Linked DNA regions of Mus musculus: regions 1, 2, 3, 5, 6 and 7 are each linked to region 4. The links are chromatin contacts, called in public HiChIP or PLAC-seq and promoter capture Hi-C maps. All regions are on one chromosome and are shown on one strand. The core of a region is the stretch at or near the end of the contact, and the rest is flanking DNA. Distances in the headings are between cores, read along the strand shown.

Region 1 (3,299 bases), core at 622-3,121, 560 kb after region 4:
CCTAAATATTCACTATGGCTCTATAGTTACCTCCGTCTCTCCCTTCCCCAGCACCTAAGTGCTACCTACAGACGCTTGATCAGGGCTTGGTGAATCTGTTTGGAAAGAACATTGTAGGTCCTTTTCTTTTCCTAAAAGCTTGGTCCATTGTCTAAAATAAAGTGTTACCATTAGACAACCAAATCTATAGAAACTTTTTAAAAAGAAACTATAAAATAATCAACTGGACCAGAAAGATTATAAGGTCCTCTTCAGCGGGAAACAGGGCATCCTCTAAGTATAGGCTTCCGGATGGCTTGATTCTGTGAGTTCGCTGCCTTTCCTTGGCTGAGCTATTTTGCAACTTTTACATTGCAAAGTGTAGCAATAACAACATCAGTGAACATGAGAGATTGGTTGGCACCTCTGGAGGGATTCCAGGTTCTTGTGTCCTGGAACAAACATCGGCCGAAGGCTTGTGGAAAGTAGCAGGAGGAGAGACCATGTAATAAGAAACAACCTACTTCCAGAGACCATGTAATAAGAAACAACCTACTTCCAATGAAGAGGGTAGGGCTGGGAGAACTTTGAGAATCTCCATCAGTGATACTATGCAAAGGATGAAGCCTTTATGCCACATCCCCAGGGTTATCTTGCTCATTTGCATAGTGTAGAGTTTCACGAGTGTTCTTGGCCCAGCAGGATAGTGTCTGTTTTCATATTATAATAAGGCACACATCATCTTCAGACATATAGCGCGTACTTCCACCAATGGCACCAGCCCGTTCCAGTCAGCCTCCTGAAGGGTGGGAGTTGTGAGCTAGCCAGCCTTTGCCAGAGATTTTTTTGTCCTCTGTGTTTTTCTCATAAGCATTTTGCAGTGTTTTATACGCGGTCCTCAGGTCCTCTCCATCTGCCCTACTCTCTGGCACCAATAATAATTCAAATGACTTGTCTACAGGCATGAAAATTAATCTTTTCCTCTGCAAATATAATTGATTTCTAACCTCCACCACCACACCCACTATGGAACAAGCCAATTTTGTATCCATTTGTAAAATTATTACAGAATTATCTGATGGTTGTTTGAATTTCTCCTTTGAGGCCATTGTAATGTCGCAAGGTTCCCTCATTAATTAATGACTTAAATAAAAACCACTAACTGGTTCAATTTATATCAGAGACTTGTGATTATGTTGTGTTTTTTAAGGTTTTTTTTTTAATTCTTTTAGTTTCTTATTTCTTTTATGTGTGTGAGTGTTTGGCCTTGCATGTCTAAATGTGCACCATGTACATGCCTGGGGCCCTCAGAGGCCTTCCAGGCCCTCCAACTGGAAGTGGAGTCACAGGTGAATGCCATATTGGGTGCTAGGAACCAAAACGATGTCCTCTGCAAGAGCAGCCAGTGCTTGTAATCACCGAACCATCTCCCTCTCCCCTTTAAAGTTAATCTTTAACGTTAAAAATCCAGACCACCGTACCAATACCTTTCCATCCTTCATTGAGGAATCCACGGAGTCTATCTCAGCATCTCCCTTCTAGCCTCTATCCTGTTCTCTCCCCATCTCCCACTCATTATCCATTTACACTTAACTGTGGCTTCCCTGGCAATCAGTTCCTTCTAGAGGGAGGAAAGCATTGCTCCCTCTAGAAGTCATGAGAAAAATAAGGCTCTCTGTCGCTCTATGGACATTCAACAGATTGAAACACCAATGTGCTGCGTTAATTCCAAAAGCAAAGAACCCCCCTTGAGAACCAGACAAAAGGGTGATCTAGAGGAATAGTGCAGAATACTTGCTGGTCAATCCTGAGAACCAGAGTTTGAATACAGGCACCCATGCAACAAGCTGGGAGTCCTGCAAATACCAATAATTCCAGGGATAACTGAAGGGAGGGCAGAGACAAAAGGATCACTGGAGCTCGAGGGCTTCTCATCTAGCTGAGAAAATGCAAGCCCTAGGTTGGAAGAGACCCTGTGTCAAAGGAATGGGCCGATGGTGATCGAGGAGGTCACTTGATGTCCTCTTCTGGGTCCATGCATACACAGGAACAAGCATTCACACATATGCACATACAGACACACAGACATCTAAATAAATGCCACATAAAACTTTTGTTGTTTTTGTTTTCCGAGACAGAGTTTTCTCTATGTAGCCCTGACTGTCCTGGACCTCACTCTGAAGACCAGGCTGACCTTGAGTTCACAAACATCCGACTGTCTCTGCCTCCCACGTGCTGGGATTAAAAGTGTGCCCCACCACCACACAGCTGATTTTTCAGTCTTTTTCATTTTTATGTTTTATATGGGTGTTTTGTCTGTGTACCACTTCTATGCCTGATGCCCTCTGTGGTCAGAAGAGGGTGTCAGGCATCCTAGAACTGGAGTTACAGATGACTGTGAATCTCCACTGGGTGGTGGGTCAAACCCCAAGTCCTCTGCAAGAACAACAAAAGCTTTAACCACTAAGCCAACTCTCCAGTCACTATTTAGGGTGTTTTGTTTTGTTTGATGTTGTTGTTGTATGGTTTTGTTTGCTTGCTTGTTTTGAGAGGGTGTTTTTGTTTTTTGGTTTTTGCTTTTTGGTTTTTGCTTTTGTTTTTTGCTTTTGTTTTTTGTTTTTTAAGAAAGAAAGTGGAAAGACTAGGAAGCAAAACTTCTCTGCCACTGTGCATTGTTTTTCTTGTTTTACTAAAACTATACGTTATCAGTTTGCCTTTTCATTAATGTGGTGATTTTAATTGACCTACTCTAGGCTTTGTCCCCATCTCTTTCTTGGCTTAAAGCAAGTTGTGTTTACATTGCTCTATTTGCTAGGAGTCCATTCTCATCAAAGAGCTCACACCCTTGAAGGGACCACCCCCAACCCTCACCAGTGAATAGCTACAATTAATTCAGTGTGACTATGCAACACTTTAATTTTAATAATAATAATAATAATAATAATAATAATAATAATAATAACCTGTCCATCTTCAAGGCTGCTGACAAGAAGGAGCTCCAGCTAGTTAGCCCTACTAAGGACCCCACAGAGCACTCAAATCTCTAAGCCTGGACCTCTTTGTCACGTAATTTGAACAACTTTCCTCAGTCCGGTATCTATCTGCGTACAAAATAGTAGCTCTCAGATCTCTCAAACAGCTGGCTAGCAAGTTCCTAGACAACCTCGTGCTTAGTCTGGCCTTCCCGTTGACAACTCAAATATAGAGTTAAGAGTGCATCTCCATGAGTATTTAATTGGTTGGGACGCCCTGTGCTCCGGCTCAATGTGTGGGGGCTGTTCAACCCCGGGTGGGGAGGGACATCTTCCAAAAGTGAAGTA
Region 2 (2,869 bases), core at 312-2,811, 580 kb after region 4:
ACCAGGAGGTGCCATTCAAGCTTCCAAAGGATGGAAGCAACCAGTAGTCCTCCCCAGCCATGAAGCCCGTGAACCACAACAATGCCCAGCAAGGCACGATAGCCCTAAGGGTACAGTGGTGGCTCGAATAAATTGATAGTAACTAACAGCTCTCTAATTGGACTTCAAGCCGGCTCAACAAGAGGGAAGCCAGGTCTGCTACTGGGAACCAAGCCAACTACCCAGATTAGTGAAACCATGGATCTTGGAGGAGAACCTGCAACCACCTCTTTATTAAACCTCTTTTACTAGCACAGTCTCTAACTACATTCTAAACAGGTGTCCTTACACCCATGAGTAAATGCATCCTCACTCCTCCTCCACGGAACTTCTTGAAACAGATGGAGACTGTTAGAGGAAACCACAGCTCATCAAGAGATCATGTCGTGTCCAGTCCCATCAGATTCAACTACAGCACAACCCCTCCGCCTTAGCCTCCGGGATCGCCATGGAAGAGAAAGGAAAGATTGTCAAAGCCAGAGCAAACAGGAAGTTTGCTGTGAGATTGTGTCTCTCAGAAATGTCAGAGAAACTAGACCCATGGGGTCTCATAGTCATGGCTGCCTAAGCAAGACTTGAACAAGGATGAGGGCAATAGGCCTGCTAACCAGGAAGGAGGAAGTCTCACGAGGCTCCAACCTGTAAGCAATTAAGGAATAATGAGAGTGTGAGAAGTAACCTACCTAGGGAAGAGCTCTGTGACTGGTTATACAAAACCAAGTGGCCAGCCTTGAAATGGTGGGTGTGTGTGTGTATACAATTATATATATATGTGTGTGTGTGTGTATATATATATATATATATATTAACATTATAATAAAAACATTATACAAACTTAGCACTTTATATTTACATAGTTAGAAATATATACATACAAAATATACATATATAACAATAATTTTTTAAAATTTTTTAAGATTTATTTTATCTATTTTATGTATATGAGCACACTGTAGCTGTACGGATGGTTGTGAGCCTTCCTGTGGTTGTTTGGAATTGAATTTAGGACCTCTGCTCACTCTGGTCAACTCTGATTGCTCAGTCCCTGCCTGCTCTAGCCCAAAGATTTATTTACTATAAATAAGTACACTGTGACTGTCTTCAGACACACCAGAAGAGGGCGTCAGATCTCATTACAGGTGGTTGTGAGCCACCATGTGGTTGCTGGGATTTGAACTCAGGACCTTCGGAAGAGCAATCAGTTCTCTTACCCGCTGAGCCATCTTGCCAGCCCAACCATAATTTTTTAAATAAGCTGTAAATTTGAGAGAGAACAAAAGTACATATGGGTGTTGAGAGGAAATATGTGATTATGTTATAACCTCAAAATAAAATCATATATTAAAAATAAATTTTAAAGAAGGATTACAATAGAAGTAGAAAATGGAAGAAAGGTGGAAAGGGGCGAGAAGAAAAAAGAAGGGAAGGAGAGAAAAGAAAGGGAAATTAACTGTTCTGGTAGTGTTAAGGACAAAGGCGGACTTGCCAGACAACAGAATGGGTCAACAGCGACACCTAGTGCTCAATCAGAATCCTGCACTGCTCTTCCGCGTGCAAGGAGGATCCGTTGTTTATTGTAAAATGCAAATCAGCTTCATTTGTCAACTGCCTGAGATTCCCATGCGTGTTCACTTAAGCCCTTATGCTGTTGTTTCTACAGATGTTCGCAGATAAAGGCACAGATTGCTCCGGAGAGACCTGGAATCACACAACCTCGGTGCAAGAGGGGGTGGTGTAGGGGTGGGGGGGTGAGAACCCCCTCAGCCCCTCTTCCTAAGGGCTACACTGAGTGCCTAAGGGTCCCTGGAGGAGAGAGGTTCTCTGTGGGTTTGTAGGTTTGTTTGTTTGCTAACGATGTTTTTTACATGGTAAAATTTAGATGGTGTCCATTTTAAAAAAAAAAAAAATTCTGGATTTGCTTTCAATCTTTTCCCACTACTCTTAACTCTCTGGTGAATAGTGAATTCTGCAGGGAACTACTTAAACTGAAAACTATCTAACTACCTATTAAAGCTATAAATGGAGTGTGTGCCAATGATTTTTAGAGCAGAGATGTCTTCGACTACTTGTGGTACTTGGAATTCAACCTAGAGCCTAGTATATGCTAGACACTCTTGTACTGAGGTATCTACCCCTAGTCTTTTCCAATGATTTGGGGAGGGGAGGAGTGAAATATTATTTGCAATGATAATGTTCAAATAGATAACATTAATAAGGTGTAACTGTGCTATTGAAGGAACTCTAGCATAGAACACTAGGCACCCAGTTACTAGGCCTTCCAAGCCACACACACACACACACACACACATGCACACACACACACACACACACACACACTCACTCACACACACACACACACACACACACACACACGCACCCAAACACCTTTTCCTCATTTCTGCTCATCTCCCCTTCTATCTATCGCTCATCTTCCTCCCCTTACTCTCCTCGGGTCACACCCAGCCCACCTCCCTGTTTTCTGAACCTCTGGGGTTTCTAGGACCTCCGGGGGTAAACATTTTAAATTTGGATCTGACTTCTTTCGGTGACAATCAAGAGAAGGGCACTGGACAAGGGATACACAGCACTGCAGTAAAGACATAGCTTAGTTAACCCAAAAGGCTACACACGGCAGACAGAGCAGCAGTGGTTTTCCATGAGAAGACAATCTTCTCGTGGACAGGCACAAAGGTGCTGCCCTGGAATACCCGCCTATTTGCTGAAAGAACCACCTCTCAGTGAGTATTCATTGGATCCTTTAAGAAATGTCCTCGGGGCCAGAGAGAGGATCCAGTTGTAAACGTGCTCACTTCCATCGAGCCTTAGCACA
Region 3 (3,201 bases), core at 58-2,557, 620 kb after region 4:
GAACTGCACCGTGAGCCATGAGCCCAAGGGGACAAGCCTTCCAGCTCTGCTTGCTGCCAGGTGGTCAGTTTCATGGCCAGCTGTGGACGTTGTGTAGCTAAGCACTACCCTTTCGTAAGCTGTGTTACAGTTAACACCTCTCCATAGGGTCATATGCATGCCTACAGCTGTTTTCTAGGGACTTGGGAGTGGCTCAAAATGGTTGATACTGCTGACCTGTCGAAGTCACAGGACCAAAGCACATCCAAATGTCAGTGTTTTCTGAATGAGAAGAGACATGAAGTTTGATTACACATATACAGACCACCAATTATTTTTTCAATTTTCCTTACTTGCAGTCACCTTCTCACACCCAGAGCACCCAGCTCTGTTAGCCATAAACACCCTAAACCATATCCCAGAAGAGGAATGGCTGAGGCCTGCTCTCCTGACCCCACACACTTGGCTCCCTCATGAGTAAACTCTTCCTATTCTGAAAAATCCATCATTTCAACAAGCGCACGTCTTTAATTCCAGCACTTAAGAGGCAGAGGCGGGCAGATCTCTGAGTTCGAGTGAGGCCGGCCTGGTTTTACAGAGCGAATTACAGGACAACCAGGACTACATGACAAACAAAATAGAAAAAGAGAGGGGGTTGGAGCTCATCTTTTTAATCCAGGCACGGTGGTGAAGACCTATAATCCCGGCATGGAAAAGGAAGAGACAGAGTGATTGCTTTTGTGTAAGATCAGCCTGGTCTACACAGTGAGTTCCAGGCACTGAGACTAATTGTAAGAATCTATCTAAGAAACAAACAAAACGCTCATTTGTTTCAATGTCTGACATCCTATGTGGTGGGCAAAAATGGGCCTGGATCTGTAACACTTGGGTCCTCCCTACTGATCTTCTAGAACTATCTGCTTGAGAGAGATGGTCAAGCCGCGTGGTCAAGCCGGTATTTGCCACTGAGCCTAATGGTCTGAGTCCATTCTCTAGAATGTACATAGAAGTAGAACTCCTGAGAAATGTCCTCTGGTCTCCATGCACCATGGCATGTGTGTGTACATGTGTACACACACACACACACACACACACACACACTCCAATCAGCTAGTCAATATATTTATAAATAGTTATTAATAATTTATAAATAAAAACCCATCTACCTGCCAAGGGAAACGGTGTAATATAATAGATCTGTTTCCTCCAGGTTGGAAATCACCACCACTACCTGGCAGCTGAGCACCTACAATATCCCACAGGACATCAAGCCTGTGAACATTCCTCCTGGAGGGCGGGGACAGGCTCAGGAGCCTCACGGGACTCACTCAGAAGGCTCCCTTAGATTCCAACTGTGACCAGGTCAGAAGAAGACAATGGACTCGGGTGTGGTTTCCTAGTGGTGAGTCGCCCATCTCCCGTAATTAACCCCAATAAACTCATCGGTCCTGGACTTGGACAGAATCCCTACACTGGTCGCTCTTTATCTGGGGTGAATAAACAAACATTTATTTACCATCTCCCCAGGAAAAGTCACACAACATCAGATTTTACAGGCATTCATGACGCCATTAGCCCTAGGTTGCTGCTGTACCAGCAGGCTCTGAGGTCCACCTAAAATGATGCCAACCTTTCGAAGATGAATAAAGGAAAACTTTGGGGGCAGACTGTATACATGCCAACCAGACCCGAATACCACCCTGGGGTTCCTGCCTTGGAGCACCTTGGAATGGCACATCTGCCCTGGGTGCCACCTCGGCTCCACTGTTCATCTGCCTCAGTCCAGAAGCGGGGTGTTGACCTCGAAAGGTCAAAGGCAAATGCAGAGCAGTGCTTTTCCCACCCCCTTGTTTATTTCTGCTCTGTTATCTCTCTCCCTTAGAGTTCTGCAAACAGACTGCACTAGAGTCCAAGGACTCTGACCTAATTCCTTATCTGCTTTTAATCAGATGAAGCCAAAAGGTAGCTCTTAGCTCTTACCACTGCCCAAGTATTCTGTCAAAGCCCTGGGAAGGGACTGCTAGTCAGTACAGGGCTAGCTCCTTGTGTCTGGGGGTGGGGGTGGGGGAATGGGATGGGAGGGCGGCTGCGTCTCGGGCCTCATCAGGGGTTACAACCCAGAATGTGATGTCACCGATGCTGCCAGAGGAAGCAGTGTTTTCTGTGAGTCACAAGTATGCCTAACTACCTCAGAGTTCTGGGGCTCCAGCTGCTGAAGGAAAGATGACAATCTACTGCTGTCACCAAAGGCAAAAGATAATAAGACAAGGTCCTGCTCACAGGGAGACTTAGTATTTCTAGCAAGGCAGAAATGGCCACGTCACACTTCATACACCTAGAATGTGTCATGATATAGACCACCTCAAAGACCTCAGCCAAATTTAAATGTGTGGGCGGACTGTGGGCAGCTACTTATATTTTACGAGGTGCCACAATTCGGGGTAATGTGAAGTATACTGGAGGATATATTTAAATTGTGTACTTCATGTTGTCAGATGTCAGCATCTGAAGATGCTCATGTCCCTTGTATAAAATGGTGTGCTGTTTGCATATGGTCTTGGGTATTTAGGGTTTACTCTTAACTAAGTCTGAATGAAGAAGGATGTGTCGATATAGGCCTCAAGGAAAAACAGCCACTTACGCAGTGACAGTCCAGGTTTCACCCGGGAGCTCTCTGCTATAACACCTGCTGATCATTACCTGCTGGCACAGACAGGTGCGGTCTACTTATCAACCCAACTGCAAGCCGGTTAATCCTGGAGACACAGCCCCCTCTAGTTCTGTAGACCTTTGTCTGTCCTGTCAGTCACCTGCCTGCCTCCTTATCAACTGGGCAGGTTCTCATTAACTAAACGAAGTCCTTAAGGCAATTCCAGAGGATTGAAAAATCCCAGAAGTATAAGGGGAAAGGCGATATCACAGTAATCTAAACTGGAGTACATTTTAACATGGCTGGAAATTAAAGATTATGGATTTTTAAATTTGAATTTAAATTTTTCATAGAATATATTTTGATCATATTCTTTCCCCTCCCTCAGGTCCTCCCTTATCTCCCTACCCACCCAACTTCATCTCTCTTCCTCTCTCTCTCTCAAGGAAAAACAAAAAAACCAAACTTAACAACCCCCAAAAAAGAGAGGAAGGAAGGAAGGGAAGAAGGGAAGAAAGAAAAATATGAAACAAAACAAAAAGCACAGACACAAAAGGGAGTCCAAACCACCC
Region 4 (2,998 bases), core at 43-2,542:
TATCTGTCACCTTTTGTTGTTTGTTTAACATTTTTGAGACAAGGTCTTGCTGTTTCTTTGGCAGGTATGGGACTTAAAGTGTGGACCAAACTAGCTCCAAACTTGCAATGATCTTTCTGAACCTTGTTCACCTCTGTACATTGAAAGTTGTGAACACATCCTGAAGACACTCTCATGATCCTAATATATCTTCCTTAGAAACATGAGAGGTGTTCAGAGCAAGGAGTTAACACGTTCTGAGGTCAGAAAAATGAGATAGATATTTGATCAATAGATATTTGGAGAAGGAAAAAGAGATTGGACTATTAGAGAGGAAAGACAAGAAGCAGACTAGCATCCAAATAATAGGAAAATGGACTTTGCACAGATTGGGAGACTAGACTGGAAATAAAAAGCTAAGCTTTCTATAGAATTGTACAATTTTAGGCTCCTTTATAGAATTTTTAAGTTCTTTTTTGGAATTGTATTAAAGAACATTACAAAAGAAAACATAATCAAAAAATTAATTCTAAACATTAATGTTAAAAATAGGGCTGTTAGCCGGGCAGTGGTGGCACATGCCTTTAATCCCAGCACTTGGGAGGCAGAGGCAGGCTGATTTCTGAGTTCGAAGCCAGCCTGGTTACAGAGTGAGTTCCAGGACAGCCAGGAATACATAGAGAAACCCTGTCTCGGAAAAAAAAAAAAAATAGGGCTGTGTATACAGCAAGATATGTTTATTTTGTGCCAAAGGTGTCACTTTTATTAAAAAGAAGCAGATGAGCTCAATTTTGCTATTCCTATTTTTAATAACTTAAGTCTTGAAACCTTTACTCCTGCCACCTGGGCTTGAAGGAAAAGAGCATTTTACACATGGTGATCTTGATGTAAATTCCAGGCCATTTTATAATGTGGTATGAAAAACTTCAAATGACGGTCATTTTACTTCTTTGGGGCTCTCAACTGTGGAGGCAATGACTTCATGCGTAGGTCTCCCAGACCTGTAAAAGGGAGACCATAGCAGAAGGCTTCTCTAATCCTTTCTGACATCGTCAGACAGGGTCTGTTTAGTCCTCTCGCTAGTTTCCCCCAATCAGTGCTCCAGCCGCCGCGGCCCCACCTCCCGGGACCTCAGCAGCAGCACCCCAGATGCGCGCGAACCGCGAGTCCCCACGCCCAGATCTGGGTTCGGAAAGAGGAAGCCCGCGGCTACAGATCCCAGGCTCCGGAGTTAGCAGCCGCCCCGCCCAGCGGCGCCTTCCACCCTAGGCTGCAGCTCACTGGAGGAGGGGCGGGACCTCGGGGTCACGTGGGGTCGACACGCCCTGCCCACTGCTTCCTGAACCGCGGGGTCCGGCCTGCCTGCCTACGCACGTGGCCTGTCCGTCCCTTGACTCCGCGACCCAACGCAGCATGGCTCCGTCTCAGCTTGGTGAGGCCCTCGCGATGCATCATAGGGGTCCTGCCTGCACCATCCCCGCCACCCACTCATGCCGCTGGCCGAGCTGGGGAGGCCCCGGGCCCGGCCTGCAGGCTGGGTGTCCCCAGTGCTGGGCCCTGGGCCTGCAGTTGCATGAGTCCCCTTCCCAGGAGTCCTCCCCGGGAGATCTCGGTGCCAGAAGCCGCGAGTAATGAGAACTGCCTTCTCTTTCAGCCCTGTTCAGTGTGTCTGACAAAACTGGCCTCGTGGAATTTGCCAGAAGTCTCGCGTCTCTTGGTTTGAGTCTGGTCGCTTCCGGAGGCACGGCAAAAGCGATCAGGGATGCTGGCCTGGCAGTCAGGTAAGGCAGTAGGTAGCGTTAAAGGGAGAAAAACGTTGTGACCATATTCACCAGAAAGCCATGCAAAAAACTGACAAAACACAGGGAGAAGTTAGGTTAGAACTAGGGAGCCTTGAGTTTTAGAGTCCTAGCACCCAGCCACTGTTTGCAAACAAATTAACTTCGGAGGGCCATGTGTTATGCAGAATAAACACGAATGTTCAGGTTCCATGGCCTGGCTTTGACTGGTTGCACAGTTAGACTGTAACATCTTTGAAGATCTGTATCTCCCTCTTCATAGCCTCACCCATCAGAAAGTACCAGTGGCTCGATCACACTCATCTCCTGACTAACAGTGGGAAGGGTTTGACAAGAGATGTCAGGAGATGACCCTGAAGGTCTGGAAGGTAGAAAAGGAAAAAGACCTTAGTTCCCTGGCTGTTTTCATTGCCATTATAACTCTTGGTTTGTGGAGAATCCCTATAGAGGTAAATTATTCACCTCTTCATAACTCTTGTTTGTGTAAGCAGTACATAACCCCTGTACATTTGACAGCTTCAGACAGCAAGAATGCCTTTACTTAGTAAATGTCTTCAGTGGATTCTCTTGTGACTTATGGGAGTCCGGAGCATCAGGGACAGCAGACAAGTAGGCTCCTGTGAGGTGCAGTTGAGTTACTGTGGAGCTGGTATGGGTAGGCCATTGTTGCTGTGGCATTTACGATGAAGTACGAGGAGTTCTTGCATTGTCTATCGCCTAGTTTAAATGTTTCTCAGATGGTCATTCATATTTCCACGCCACTGCCCAGTATTTGCTTGCCCCGTTACGCCTTCTCGTATTCTTTTGGTGGTATGGAAGACTGACCCCAATGTCCAGTCCACTCCTGAGCTGTATCCCTAGTTCATTTTTTATGCTTTGCTTCAGAAACTTTTAAAACTTAGAGCCAGGGTCTCTGTAGGTTGCCCAGGCTGGCCTTGAACTTGTGATCCTCCTGCCTCTTCCTCCTTGAGTGAGTTGGAGTATGGATATCTTTTAGAAATTAGAACTATGTCCTGTTAAAGAGTAAGTGTTTTTGTTTGTTTATGCGGGTCCTGGTGCATGGGAGACAAACTTTGTACACCTGAGCCATATTTCCAGTCCAAACATATTTTTAATGTTTTTGTTGTTGTTAAATTCACTATAAATGATTCTCAGTAGAATCTCTTTGCTTTGTTTGTTTGCTTTTGGTTTTTCAGGCAATGGTTTCCCTATGTTGTCCT
Region 5 (3,327 bases), core at 670-3,169, 660 kb after region 4:
AATAAAAAAAAAAAAAAGCACTAGAAAAAAAACAAAAACAAAAAACAAAAAAAATGGCTGAAAGTAAATTGAAGGCTGTATTTCATAAGAACCTAGAGTCTAAAGTCCTGAGATAAAAATCTACACGGTTAGCTTTTGCTGTTTAAATTAAAGATAGGTAATTTAGATTTCTCCAAGCCCAAAGTAATCTCAAAATCTAAGTGAGAGGGCTATTAGCAAAAACAACCAAACATAGTATGGTAGCCGGGAGGGGTGGTGAACGCCTTTAATCAGATCACCCAGGAGGCAAACGGATCTCTGAGTTAGAGGTCAGCCAGGTCTACATAGTAAGACAGAGTGTGTGTGTGTGTGTGTGTGTGTATTTGTGTGTGTGTGTGTGTGTGTGTGTGTGTGTGTGTGTGTGTGTGGTGCCTTGGGTATCTAGATATATTTCATGAAACACCTCACCAGATAACAAGATGATAATTCCAAGTCCTGACTCGCAAAAGGGAGATGAAAAGGGGCCACAAGGCCACTTTAGGAAAGGGTAGAAGGCAAAAGGTCACCATTGGCCAGGAGCTTGGAGGGACTAAGAGTAGATTGTTCCTACAGGGGCAAGTACATCCTGCTTAATGCGCTGGAAAATAAGAGCAGACAGGCAGGATGGGTTATGTAACTCTGCAAAGTCAGGGGAAGTGTCTGGACTTGACAGAGTAGGGCAAGGTAAAGCCATGCTTTGCTGCTTCTGCCAGAGTTGTGCAAGCAGGATTGGATTCGTTGCGTGTCCCTTAAGGAAGGGGTCCTGGCTTCTGCGCTTGTTCACCAAGCCTAGAATTCCACCCTACATCCTGTGCCCTAATTTCAATTCTGTTCCCTGGGGCACGACTTGGTGGGACCTCATTCGATAAGGTTAACCTGGCATGGTGGAACTTAATTTCAGCAAACTCACGATAGGGAGGAAGAAAAAAACAAAAAACAAAAAACCAACATTTTAAGGAAAAATAAAAATCACAGTCCTATCTCTTCTCTCTCTAGGAGCCGGCAACCACGCTTGGGTATGTCTTATTTCTGAGTGCCTTTTTCTTCTACCCCTCGTGCTTATACGTATATTAAAGTATCGCTTTAGGGGAAAAAAAAAAAAAGTCAAGCAAAGCTGTGCACAGGGTTCCTTCACAAAGCCTCTTAGCACATTAGCTAATGAGCATTAAATGTCCCCACATTTCAGTTTAAACCCCCGAACAGTCAATTGGCTGTCACTGGTACAGCACGCATAGTTTTATCACGAGAAAGATTTCCTCAGTCACTGAAATCGACTTCTTTCGGTCATGACATTGGAAGAGATAGCCAAACTTTTTTTTTTCATCTCAGTGCCAAGGAAACCCACGCTCGTCCGTCTCATCCGATGAGACCCCCTCTGGAAACTTCTCTTCCCGGCCCTTTCCCCTGCAGCAGTCAGTGGCGTTTCCCAGGGGCATCCGCTGCCTCCGAGGAGCCACACAAAATCTGAACCAAGGATCCGGAGCTTAAATCGTCTTGTGCGAGACCGGGGCCGAGGGGGGCCGGGTGGCACCGCGGTGTGACCTCACAGCACCCCTTCCCCGGTTCAGACGACACCCGGGTCCCCACCCCGCGAGGCGGCCCGATACGCACCTGACCAGCGGCTCCTTCTCGGGCCGCGCGGGCTCCTCCAGGCACCGGCACGGGCAGCAGCAGCAGGCGCTCCGTAGCCAGCGGCGCAGCCCCATGGGGAGCGAGGCCCGGCGCCGGGATCCCGGAGCCGGGCGCGCGATGGCGGCGGGGACGCGGGGACGGGGACAGGGACGGCCGCGGCGTCACGGGCCGGGCCGTGCGCATCACGCCGCGGCCGGCCGTGGGGACGCGAGCTGCGCGTTTGCCGCGGGAGCTTTTCCCTCTCTCTTTTAATTCCCCGGGTGCCGCCCGAGCGCATGCGTCCTGCGACGCCCACGGCTGCCCTCTAGGGAGCGAGCGCGCTCCAGGCGCCCCGCAGAACCCCGGAGGTGACCGCTGAGCAGCAGGGGTCTGCTGCGCGTGGCCGAACCCAACTGTCCTTTTAATTGGCTTCTCTGCAAAGGAAATGGTCTCCCACAATACACGCTTTGTAAAAGTTTTTTTATTTTTTCAAACTTCCAGCCCTTGAACACTCTTAGGGGAAAAAAAAAAAGCAACCGCTTGTGAGTTCTACAACTGTTATATTACAAGAGATTTATTTTTGTAAATTACAATGTGAGTGCTGGGAACAGAATCCTGTCTTGTGTAGCGCCATCTACCTCACCAGCCCCCAGAAATCCCACTTTTGTTTTTTTATGTCCAAGCAGCAGATTACCGCACCAAATGTTTGTGGTTTTGTTTTGTTTGGGGTTTTGTTTGTTTGTTTGTTTTTATCTTTTGAAATTAAAACATTGCATTGCCCCACCCACCCTCACCATTCCCTTTCTCCCTCCAACCCTTCCCATGCACACATTTTTGTGCCTGGCTCTTTTCACTGATGTCATGCAGACTGTATGTGTATCTTTCTGTCTTCCTAACGCAGACCTAATCTTACCGATGCCAGTGTTATTTAACCAGACCGTGAACATAATGGTGAACATGTTAACCAATCCCAGCCTTTTGTACTGAGGGCTGCAGTGCACATCCTTGAACTGCTGCACTTGGGAGCTTCTACACCAACTGAATAAAGATGTGGCAGTCGACTTGCTGTGTCATAAGATGCCCCTTTAATTTTTTTTTTAAAAAAGATTTATTTTATACATATGTGAGAACACTGTAGCTGTGTTCAGACACACCAGAAAAGGGCATTGGATCCCATAACAGATGGTTGTGAGCCACCATGTGGTTGCTGGGAATTGAAATGAGGACCTCTGGAAAAGCAGTCATTGCTCTTAACCACTGAGCCATCTTTCCAGTCCACCCCTTTAATTTTAATGAATCCTGCCAAATTGCTTTCCAGTGTGCAATTCAAATTTAGACTCTGGCATACAAACCCTATACTCAATATAAAATACAAGGTGTGATCGCCCAGGGAGTGTCACTATCAGAAAGTGTGGCCCTGTTGGAGTAGGTGTGTCACTGTGGATGTGGGCTTTAAGACCCTCATCCTAGCTGTCTGGAAGCCAGTATTCTGCTAGCAGCCTTCAGATGAAGATGTAGAACTCTCAGCTCCTCCTGCACCATGCCTGCCTGGATAATAAACTGACCCTCTGAACCTGTAAGCCAGCCCCAATTAAATGTTGTCCTTAGAAGAGTTGCCTTGGTCATGGTGTCTGTTCACATCAGTAAAACCCTAAAGCAGAAGGTGTTTTGCTTCTTTGTCTTGCCTTTGCCAGTCTG
Region 6 (3,175 bases), core at 600-3,099, 730 kb after region 4:
CTTTTTTTCCCATATTCTCTCATGGAAGGCAATCCAATGATAAATACAGCAGTACAATGTTCACTTCTCTTTTAGGTGTAGGAAGTATTTCCCTAGGGACATACCCCAGGACTCTCACAGCATCTCCAGGGCTGAGTGGCCTTATATTTACAGTCATGCCACAATACTCTGTTGGCCGACCCCAGAACTGGTGTAGTGTTTGCCCAATGCAAACTTACTCAAAAAGAGGTTCAACAACTAGCAATCCACAGAAGAGGAACCAAGGTTCTGCAAATTTGCTGACAGAGGCCAAGATCCTGACCTTTGTACTAAACAGGTACTGGTTGATTTTTTTTTTTTTTTAATAATTCCTCCTCCCAGGGGAAGTTTCCTGGTGGAAGACAGGCTGGAAGTAATGGTAAAGTGCAAACTGCAATACTGTCTTGTTTTTTTTTTTTGCAGTGTACTGCTGATAAGATAAAGTCAATCATTTCTCCATGTATTTATTTCTTGTGTTAGTTCAGCATGGAATGTCAAGGCCAAATCATTTCTCATTTGTTCCACTTGATGTCAGATTTTTAAAAATCTACTTGTCAGGGCTGGAGAGACGGCTCAGCAGATAAGAGATCTGTCTGCTCTTCCAGAGGTCCTGAGTTCAATTTCCAGCAACCATATGGTAGCTCACAACCATCTGTAATGGGATCTGATACTGTCTTCTGGTGTGTCTGAAGACAGCTACAGTGTACTCATATACATAAAATAAAATTTTAAAAATCTTTAAAAAAAATCTACTTGTCAAAGCTCTTTGCACAATACAAGCGTCGTGTTGGAAATACTTTTCAAATATGCCTTTATAAACTTTGCACTCTTCCTTCTTACCCACATCTTCGAGGCAGGGTTTCTTTGTGAAACCTCGACTGACTTGGACCTCGATCTGTAGACCAGGCTAGCCTGAAACTCACAGAGATCCACCTGTCTCTGCCTCTTGAGTGCTGGAATTAAAGTCATATGTCACCACCACCTGGGAACAGTTTGCTTTGGGTTAAGAGTAAACCCAAAACCCGGACATGGTGGCGCACGCCTTTAATCCCAGCACTCGGGAGGCAGAGGCAGGCGGATTTCTGAGTTCGAGGCCAGCTGGTCTACAAAGTGAATTCCAGGACAGCCTGGGCTAATAAAAAGAAACCCTGTCTAGAAAAAAACAAAAAAAACAAAACAAAATAACAAAAAAAAGTAAACCCAAAGAAGATGCACATTCTCACATATTTAAATATTAAATGTAACTATTTTCTTCTTGATGGCTTCCTTGTGCGTGTGTTTACGTGATCATTCTAAGTTTAATAACTTTTCCTTTTTCTTGCTTTTAGCACAGGGGACGTGAGAAGAAAATCTGATCAGGGCCTCTCAACATTTCTCGGCTATTCGGAATAAAACCTCTGTTATTTCGTTTTCCCTCATTGCTCAGCTCTGCAGACCGGAGCTTTGCAACCTCTTCCCGGTCCGCCAGCACTCCCCTCTGTCTCTGAACCCAGTTTACCCGAGCTGGACCTCTGCGGACACTAGCCCAGCCCCAGAGGCCTGCTCACGTACCCAGGTGCAGGAGCTCCCGGGAGACGGCTTTTCCAATGCCTGTGCCCCCGCCGGTGACCACGGCCACTTGGTTCTTCAGCAACCCGGCCGCTAGGTAGCTCTGACCAGTCTTCCAAGAGCCCATGGCCACAAAGTGTCTGTCTCTGAGTTCTTGCTAAAGCTAGACCACGTGTTCCTCAGAAGTAGCTCTATTAGTAGCAGTCCTTGGCCACGTAACCAAACAGACCCCGCCCCTAAGTCCGCGTGGTCCCGCCTCAGGCCCCGCCCAGGCCCCGCCTTCGCGGCGCGCTAGGCCTCCTCCCAGAGCTGGACCGCTCCTGGCGGCCGCCCGCAGCCGTCTGCATCCTCAGCTTCCCTCCTGGGTCCCAGTGAAGGTGTGGGTGAGACTCCTCGTTCGATTTTTTTCATATTTATTTTTAAATGTCGGTGACATTGGGGGGAAACGACAGAGGAATGAAAAGAGAGTGAGAAAGAACGAAATGGGAAGGATATTTTCTGTTCTGAAAATCCAATCCTTGGGGCCATAGCTCCCACCGTTAATTAAAATTACATCTCCAGAGCATCTGTGTAGAGAAAGGCTGCAGGTCTGGGCCCTCGCAGTACCGATCTGCAACAGACATCTGGCTGTCTGGGCTTCAGCAGCTGTGTGCAGAGGGCTAGGAAGTGGGGAAAGGCTTAGGTTAGCTGAAGGGAAGCCATCCAGGTCCCAGATCCCTTCTTCTTCAGGGAGGGAGTCGAAAGGGAGGAGGGGGTGGGGCAGGAGAGGGCACACAGTTGCAGTTATCCACAGAGCCTAAATAATGAATGATTAAACAAAATGATTTTAGGCCACCCTCACCTCATTCTCAGTGCCCCACCCAGAAATGAAAAAAAAAAGCACCCTTCCATAGATTTGAGACCTGGTCCGTTTCATCTGGGTTATATAGCAGCAGATAAAGATGAATCGTTGCATGGTTCTTGTAAGATTCATTTCTAGGTTTATGGTTTTGGAACCTGCCTTTTAGCTCCTACCTTCAGCAAGGAACTTATCAGCTCCCAGTTGGTTCCAAGGAACAATTTATTGTTCACATTCTGTTTGTTTTGAATTAATTATTATTATTAATTTTTTTTTGAGACAAGGTCTCTCTCTCTATAGCCCTGGCTGTCCTGGAACTCACTATGTAGATCAGGTTGGCCTGGAACTTAAGAGATTCCCCCTGCCTCTGCCTACTGAATGCTGGGATTAAAGGCATGGGATACCATGCCCTGCCCTTCTGTTTGTTCATTTAAAAATTAACATTACATATGTGTGTGTGTGTGTGTGTGTGTGTGTGTGTGTGTGTGTGAGAAGACGAATTGCAGGAGTCAGTTCTCTTCTTGTACCGTATGGGTGCCACCAGGGATTGAACCCCATCATCAAGCGCAGCAGCAGCAGCCTTGCCCTCTTAGCTCTTTTCTGTTTATCTCTTTCCTTATGTCGGACTATGCTAGGTCATTGGTCTTAATCCAGGACAACAGTCTTTCTAACTTTGCCGGGGGTGCTCTGTTTTCCCTTTTCCAGTCAACAAATGCCATTTGTGTCTGTTTGGGGAGGTGGCGGTTGGAGCCACTACTTAAAAAATTCACA
Region 7 (3,087 bases), core at 383-2,882, 750 kb after region 4:
GAGAAAAGAGAGACTCTATCCGAGATGGAACTATGACACAGCTTGCAAACATTCTCTGTGGTAAAGCCCTAGTAACTCTAAAGATGAACCATAGTAAAACTATAACTAGAAATAACGTTTCAGTTTCAAAAAATTCTCTAGTCTGAATAAAAGCATGGAAGAGTCCTCTGGGTGCGAAGTGTCTGTCTAGACACCACTGTGTTTATTTTAAAATTTTTATTTGTTTATTTTCTGTGTATGAGTGTTTTGCCCGTATGTAGGTTTGTGTATCACATGGGTGCCTGGTGTCCTCAGAACCCAGAAGAGGGTATGGGATCCTCTGGAACAGGAGTTACTGATGGCCGTGAGCTGTAATATGTGAACTGAACCCCAGTCCTGTTCAAGAGCAGCGAATGTATTTAACTGTTGAGCCATCTCTCGAACCCTATCAGCTTCGATTTTTAAACCTTCATTCCCTGAAGGCTTCTTCAAAAATTCTCCAAATCATATCAATTTTAGTGCCTGTTTTCTTGGGACCATTTTCAACAAAAGAGAATCTGATTGAACGTTTCCCACATTGAACAGAGGTTTGCAGACATTTTCCAGGTCTCTGGACCTTTTGTCCAACCACCTGCAGCTTGTGAGTCATTTTTGTATAGAAAACAGGCAGTTTCTGTGCAAGGGTTATCAGAAGGGAAGAACTGCAGGGCAATTTCCTTGCAAATGAGTGGTGAACACTCACGGGAATTGACAGCCTCCATCTCTAGAAAAGGGCATCTTTCCCAGCCACAGACACGCCAGGGTAGTAGGAAATTCTTCCCAGAGGCTAAGGTGTTTTAACCACTTTGTCTGTAGAGTTGAATGCCTTTCCTACTTTTTCTTCCTTTTTAAAGATTTATTTATTTATTTAATATATGTGAGTACACTGTAGCTGTCTTCAGACACACCAGAAGAGGGCATCAGATCCCATTACAGATGGTTGTGAGCCATCTTTTTCTTTTAACTCGGTGAACTCTCACTCTTCTCTTTGGACGTTGATCTAAGGTCATCGTGTTCATGGTTTTTTTTTTTTTAGTATCATATTTAGAAGGCCTTTAGAGGAGTTAAGTGACTTCGTGGATTCATCTTACACAGGGGACTTTTAACTCCAGAGTGCCAATACAAATTGCTAGCGAAAGGGATTATTATCAATTGAGTAATAGCAATTATTATTTTTTTTTTAGTTTTAAAAATCATGTATGCACGCGGCTGCATGTGGGTATGTGCATTGAGTGGAGGCCAGAAGAGGGCGTCAGATCCGCGGAAGGCTGATGTAGGTGCTGGGCTTTGAAATACCCTTGCGAAAACAGTACACATTCCTAACCTGGGACCCTTTCCCTTTAACCCCCTATTTACTTTTTTACTATTAAACTTGTTATTTTAAATTTATTTATTTACTTATTGTGATGTGTGGGACACGTGGAGATCAGAGGGCAACTTGTGGAATTGGTTCTTTTTCTCCACAATATGGGTGCCTGGAGCTTGAATGGGCTCGTCAGGCTTGATGACAAATGTCTTAGACGGCAGAGCCATTTCTCCAGCCCAGTACTGACTGGCTTTTAGCGGCTCAGAGAACAAAGCCTTGCCTAAGGAGGCAGGGAGAGAATTCTGCGCATGCTCAGAGCCCATGGCTTCCCCGCCTTGCACGCGGGACGTCTGGATCTGTGGGTTGCCCGGAACTGAGTTGCGACACTCTAGGTTTCCGCCCGGAAAAAGTAATCAAATCACCTGAGGACCAGCATGGCGTGGTCCGGTAATAAGGTACCGAGAGCAGGGCCTTTTGCCTTTCCTAAGCCGGGGATCTCTAGAGGGTGGAAGCTGTGGGAATCGCAGCTGAGTCAGCACTGAAGGATGGATGCTCAAAACGAAAGACTTGGGGTTCGGAGTTCTGCATTTGAGTCTTGTGCACCTTCACGCTTCCGAAATCCTCCCTCCTGCTTCTCCAGCCTCTCACCCTTCCCTCCTCCCTCGTTGCTTCAGTTTACTTTCTATCCACGCCACCTGCTAACACAGACGTCCTTTATTGCTTCCGAACCTGGGTTCTAAAAATCTTTGTAAGTTATCGAGGATAGATCCCCTACATGCCAGGCTCGTAAAACTTCAGAGGGGTTTTGTGATTCTGTGAATGAAATAACTCAAGGTGTAATATTACGTAATATTATGACCTTCATAATAATTTAAAAATCTCGAATTTATTGAAAGCTTACTGTGTGAGGCACAACTAAGCCCTTTATTCCTATTTAATTAAATCTTCACACCAAACCGTGAGACGACCATTATTACCCTTAGCTTGTCAGTAGGAGAACCAAGCAAGACATGAAGAACTGAAGTGATTAGAACGTGGTCACCCTTTCCATGAGTGGTAACATGTGAATGGGAATTCATTCGGAGCTCTGAAAGAAAAGCAAAACAGAATGCTCAATTTCTAAGAATCTATGATCTTAGAATCCTAGATTAATAATGGAAATTACTGTAAACTTTAGAGAGGTTGTTTTTGATCACTAGAGAGAGATGCAATGGCAAGGATCCATTCATTCGTTTAATACAAACAAGATAGGGGTTCAATAACGGAGCTCTGTTTTCCTCCACCCCCATTTGGGAATTTGATGAAATTATGAACCCATAATGATGTTGCTCGCTTCCTTTGTTCCTCTGCCTTCAGTTGCTGAGAACTTTGTAGCTCCCGTGAAGGACTTACTGTGGCAGATGTACTTGATAAAATTCTAGCAGGTTGTATTGCTTCAGTGTGGTAATGAAGAGCTGCAGTACCCTCCCAGTTTGTCTTCCCTGGTTTTCTTACTGCTTCCAAAGACTTTAAATTATCATAAACCATTCTTCCAGACCAGAATTTACACTGTCAAACTCTTTGATGCCTTACTCTGAATCTCTAATTCTTGACAAAAGACTCCCAGTCTTTTAGTGTTTGCTACTTTAAAAGTAGATTTGTGGCCGCCTATTAAAGGAACACAGCCAGCATATTTTGTGATGCCTACATTTAAAAAAAAAAAAGATTTTTATGCTGAAGGAATCACTGTGGGATGTAATTTGAATTCCTCTCAAAGGTATTCT

The links. Promoter capture Hi-C pulls out the DNA fragments that hold promoters and counts their contacts. HiChIP or PLAC-seq counts read pairs in DNA pulled down with a chosen protein or histone mark.
Region 1: a contact with region 4 is called in an H3K27ac HiChIP or PLAC-seq map of trophoblast stem cells, with 18 times the contacts expected there. The contact joins the enhancer-like site here to the promoter of Atic in region 4. A contact is called at or near these places in 18 of 39 promoter capture datasets (the 3T3-L1 cell line, 3T3-L1-derived adipocytes, the C10 cell line and 12 more), 3 of 15 datasets of contacts at CTCF or cohesin (the NIH/3T3 cell line, large pre-B cells and pro-B cells), 8 of 484 Hi-C or Micro-C datasets (the N1E-115 cell line, bone marrow-derived macrophages, embryonic stem cells and 4 more), 36 of 115 datasets of contacts at active chromatin or transcription factors (the 230-238 cell line, the NIH/3T3 cell line, acute myeloid leukemia and 22 more) and 3 of 9 other capture datasets (adipose tissue, liver and pancreatic islet).
Region 2: an H3K27ac HiChIP or PLAC-seq map of embryonic stem cells shows a contact between it and region 4, with 14 times the contacts expected there. The contact joins the enhancer-like site here to the promoter of Atic in region 4. A contact is called at or near these places in 11 of 39 promoter capture datasets (the 3T3-L1 cell line, the C10 cell line, cranial neural crest and 6 more), 3 of 15 datasets of contacts at CTCF or cohesin (the NIH/3T3 cell line, large pre-B cells and stem cell-derived epiblast-like cells), 6 of 484 Hi-C or Micro-C datasets (adipose-derived mesenchymal stem cells, bone marrow-derived macrophages, embryonic stem cells and 3 more), 28 of 115 datasets of contacts at active chromatin or transcription factors (the NIH/3T3 cell line, acute myeloid leukemia, astrocytes and 16 more) and 1 of 9 other capture datasets (adipose tissue).
Region 3: a contact with region 4 is called in an H3K27ac HiChIP or PLAC-seq map of extraembryonic endoderm stem cells, with 13 times the contacts expected there. The contact joins the enhancer-like site here to the promoter of Atic in region 4. A contact is called at or near these places in 12 of 39 promoter capture datasets (the 3T3-L1 cell line, cranial neural crest, embryonic stem cells and 7 more), 1 of 484 Hi-C or Micro-C datasets (bone marrow-derived macrophages), 21 of 115 datasets of contacts at active chromatin or transcription factors (the 230-238 cell line, acute myeloid leukemia, astrocytes and 15 more) and 3 of 9 other capture datasets (embryonic stem cells, liver and pancreatic islet).
Region 5: a contact with region 4 is called in a promoter capture Hi-C map of pre-B cells, with 7 times the contacts expected there. The contact joins the promoter of Mreg here to the promoter of Atic in region 4. A contact is called at or near these places in 8 of 39 promoter capture datasets (the 3T3-L1 cell line, 3T3-L1-derived adipocytes, the C10 cell line and 4 more), 1 of 15 datasets of contacts at CTCF or cohesin (the NIH/3T3 cell line), 6 of 484 Hi-C or Micro-C datasets (B cells, CD4 T cells, the G1E-ER4 cell line and 2 more), 17 of 115 datasets of contacts at active chromatin or transcription factors (the 230-238 cell line, the NIH/3T3 cell line, astrocytes and 10 more) and 2 of 9 other capture datasets (adipose tissue and liver).
Region 6: a promoter capture Hi-C map of hematopoietic stem and progenitor cells shows a contact between it and region 4. The contact joins the promoter of Tmem169 here to the promoter of Atic in region 4. A contact is called at or near these places in 3 of 39 promoter capture datasets (hematopoietic stem and progenitor cells, neutrophils and pre-B cells), 1 of 115 datasets of contacts at active chromatin or transcription factors (large pre-B cells) and 2 of 9 other capture datasets (macrophages and pancreatic islet).
Region 7: a promoter capture Hi-C map of pre-B cells shows a contact between it and region 4, with 5 times the contacts expected there. The contact joins the promoter of Xrcc5 here to the promoter of Atic in region 4. A contact is called at or near these places in 4 of 39 promoter capture datasets (the 3T3-L1 cell line, hematopoietic stem and progenitor cells, liver and 1 more), 1 of 484 Hi-C or Micro-C datasets (CD4 T cells) and 2 of 115 datasets of contacts at active chromatin or transcription factors (large pre-B cells and memory CD8 T cells).

Annotation. Positions count from the first base shown.
Region 1 is chr1:72,118,295-72,121,593 of GRCm38.p6, forward strand. All of the region lies in intron 1 of Gm4319 (predicted gene 4319), which reads right to left. Among named protein-coding and RNA genes, the nearest start is that of Gm4319, 3.8 kb to the right of the region's middle. Within about 2 kb of position 1,872, at least 7 of the 459 cell types and tissues checked have an H3K27ac peak or open chromatin away from gene starts, as enhancers often do. A contact at or near this core is called in trophoblast stem cells, where this site is marked.
Region 2 is chr1:72,140,505-72,143,373 of GRCm38.p6, forward strand. No RefSeq gene overlaps it. Among named protein-coding and RNA genes, the nearest start is that of Gm4319, 18 kb to the left of the region's middle. Within about 2 kb of position 1,562, at least 32 of the 459 cell types and tissues checked have an H3K27ac peak or open chromatin away from gene starts, as enhancers often do.
Region 3 is chr1:72,171,679-72,174,879 of GRCm38.p6, forward strand. All of the region lies in intron 2 of Mreg (melanoregulin), which reads right to left. Among named protein-coding and RNA genes, the nearest start is that of Mreg, 39 kb to the right of the region's middle. Within about 2 kb of position 1,308, at least 45 of the 459 cell types and tissues checked have an H3K27ac peak or open chromatin away from gene starts, as enhancers often do. A contact at or near this core is called in embryonic stem cells, extraembryonic endoderm stem cells, hepatocytes and 3 more, where this site is marked.
Region 4 is chr1:71,555,864-71,558,861 of GRCm38.p6, forward strand. Atic (5-aminoimidazole-4-carboxamide ribonucleotide formyltransferase/IMP cyclohydrolase) reads left to right here and starts at 1,293. Exons shown (of 16, transcript NM_026195.3): 1 at 1,293-1,411; 2 at 1,634-1,760. The coding sequence starts at 1,393.
Region 5 is chr1:72,210,388-72,213,714 of GRCm38.p6, forward strand. It overlaps Mreg (melanoregulin), which reads right to left and starts at 1,920. Exons shown (of 5, transcript NM_001005423.2): 1 at 1,630-1,920. The coding sequence starts at 1,724.
Region 6 is chr1:72,282,524-72,285,698 of GRCm38.p6, forward strand. It overlaps Tmem169 (transmembrane protein 169), which reads left to right and starts at 1,850. Exons shown (of 3, transcript NM_175564.4): 1 at 1,850-1,943. It overlaps Pecr (peroxisomal trans-2-enoyl-CoA reductase), which reads right to left and starts at 1,798. Exons shown (of 8, transcript NM_023523.6): 1 at 1,570-1,798. The coding sequence starts at 1,693. Gm51631 (a long non-coding RNA gene) reads right to left here. Exons shown (of 3, transcript XR_003947863.1): 3 at 1,975-2,225.
Region 7 is chr1:72,305,789-72,308,875 of GRCm38.p6, forward strand. Xrcc5 (X-ray repair complementing defective repair in Chinese hamster cells 5) reads left to right here and starts at 1,633. Exons shown (of 21, transcript NM_009533.2): 1 at 1,633-1,779. The coding sequence starts at 1,759.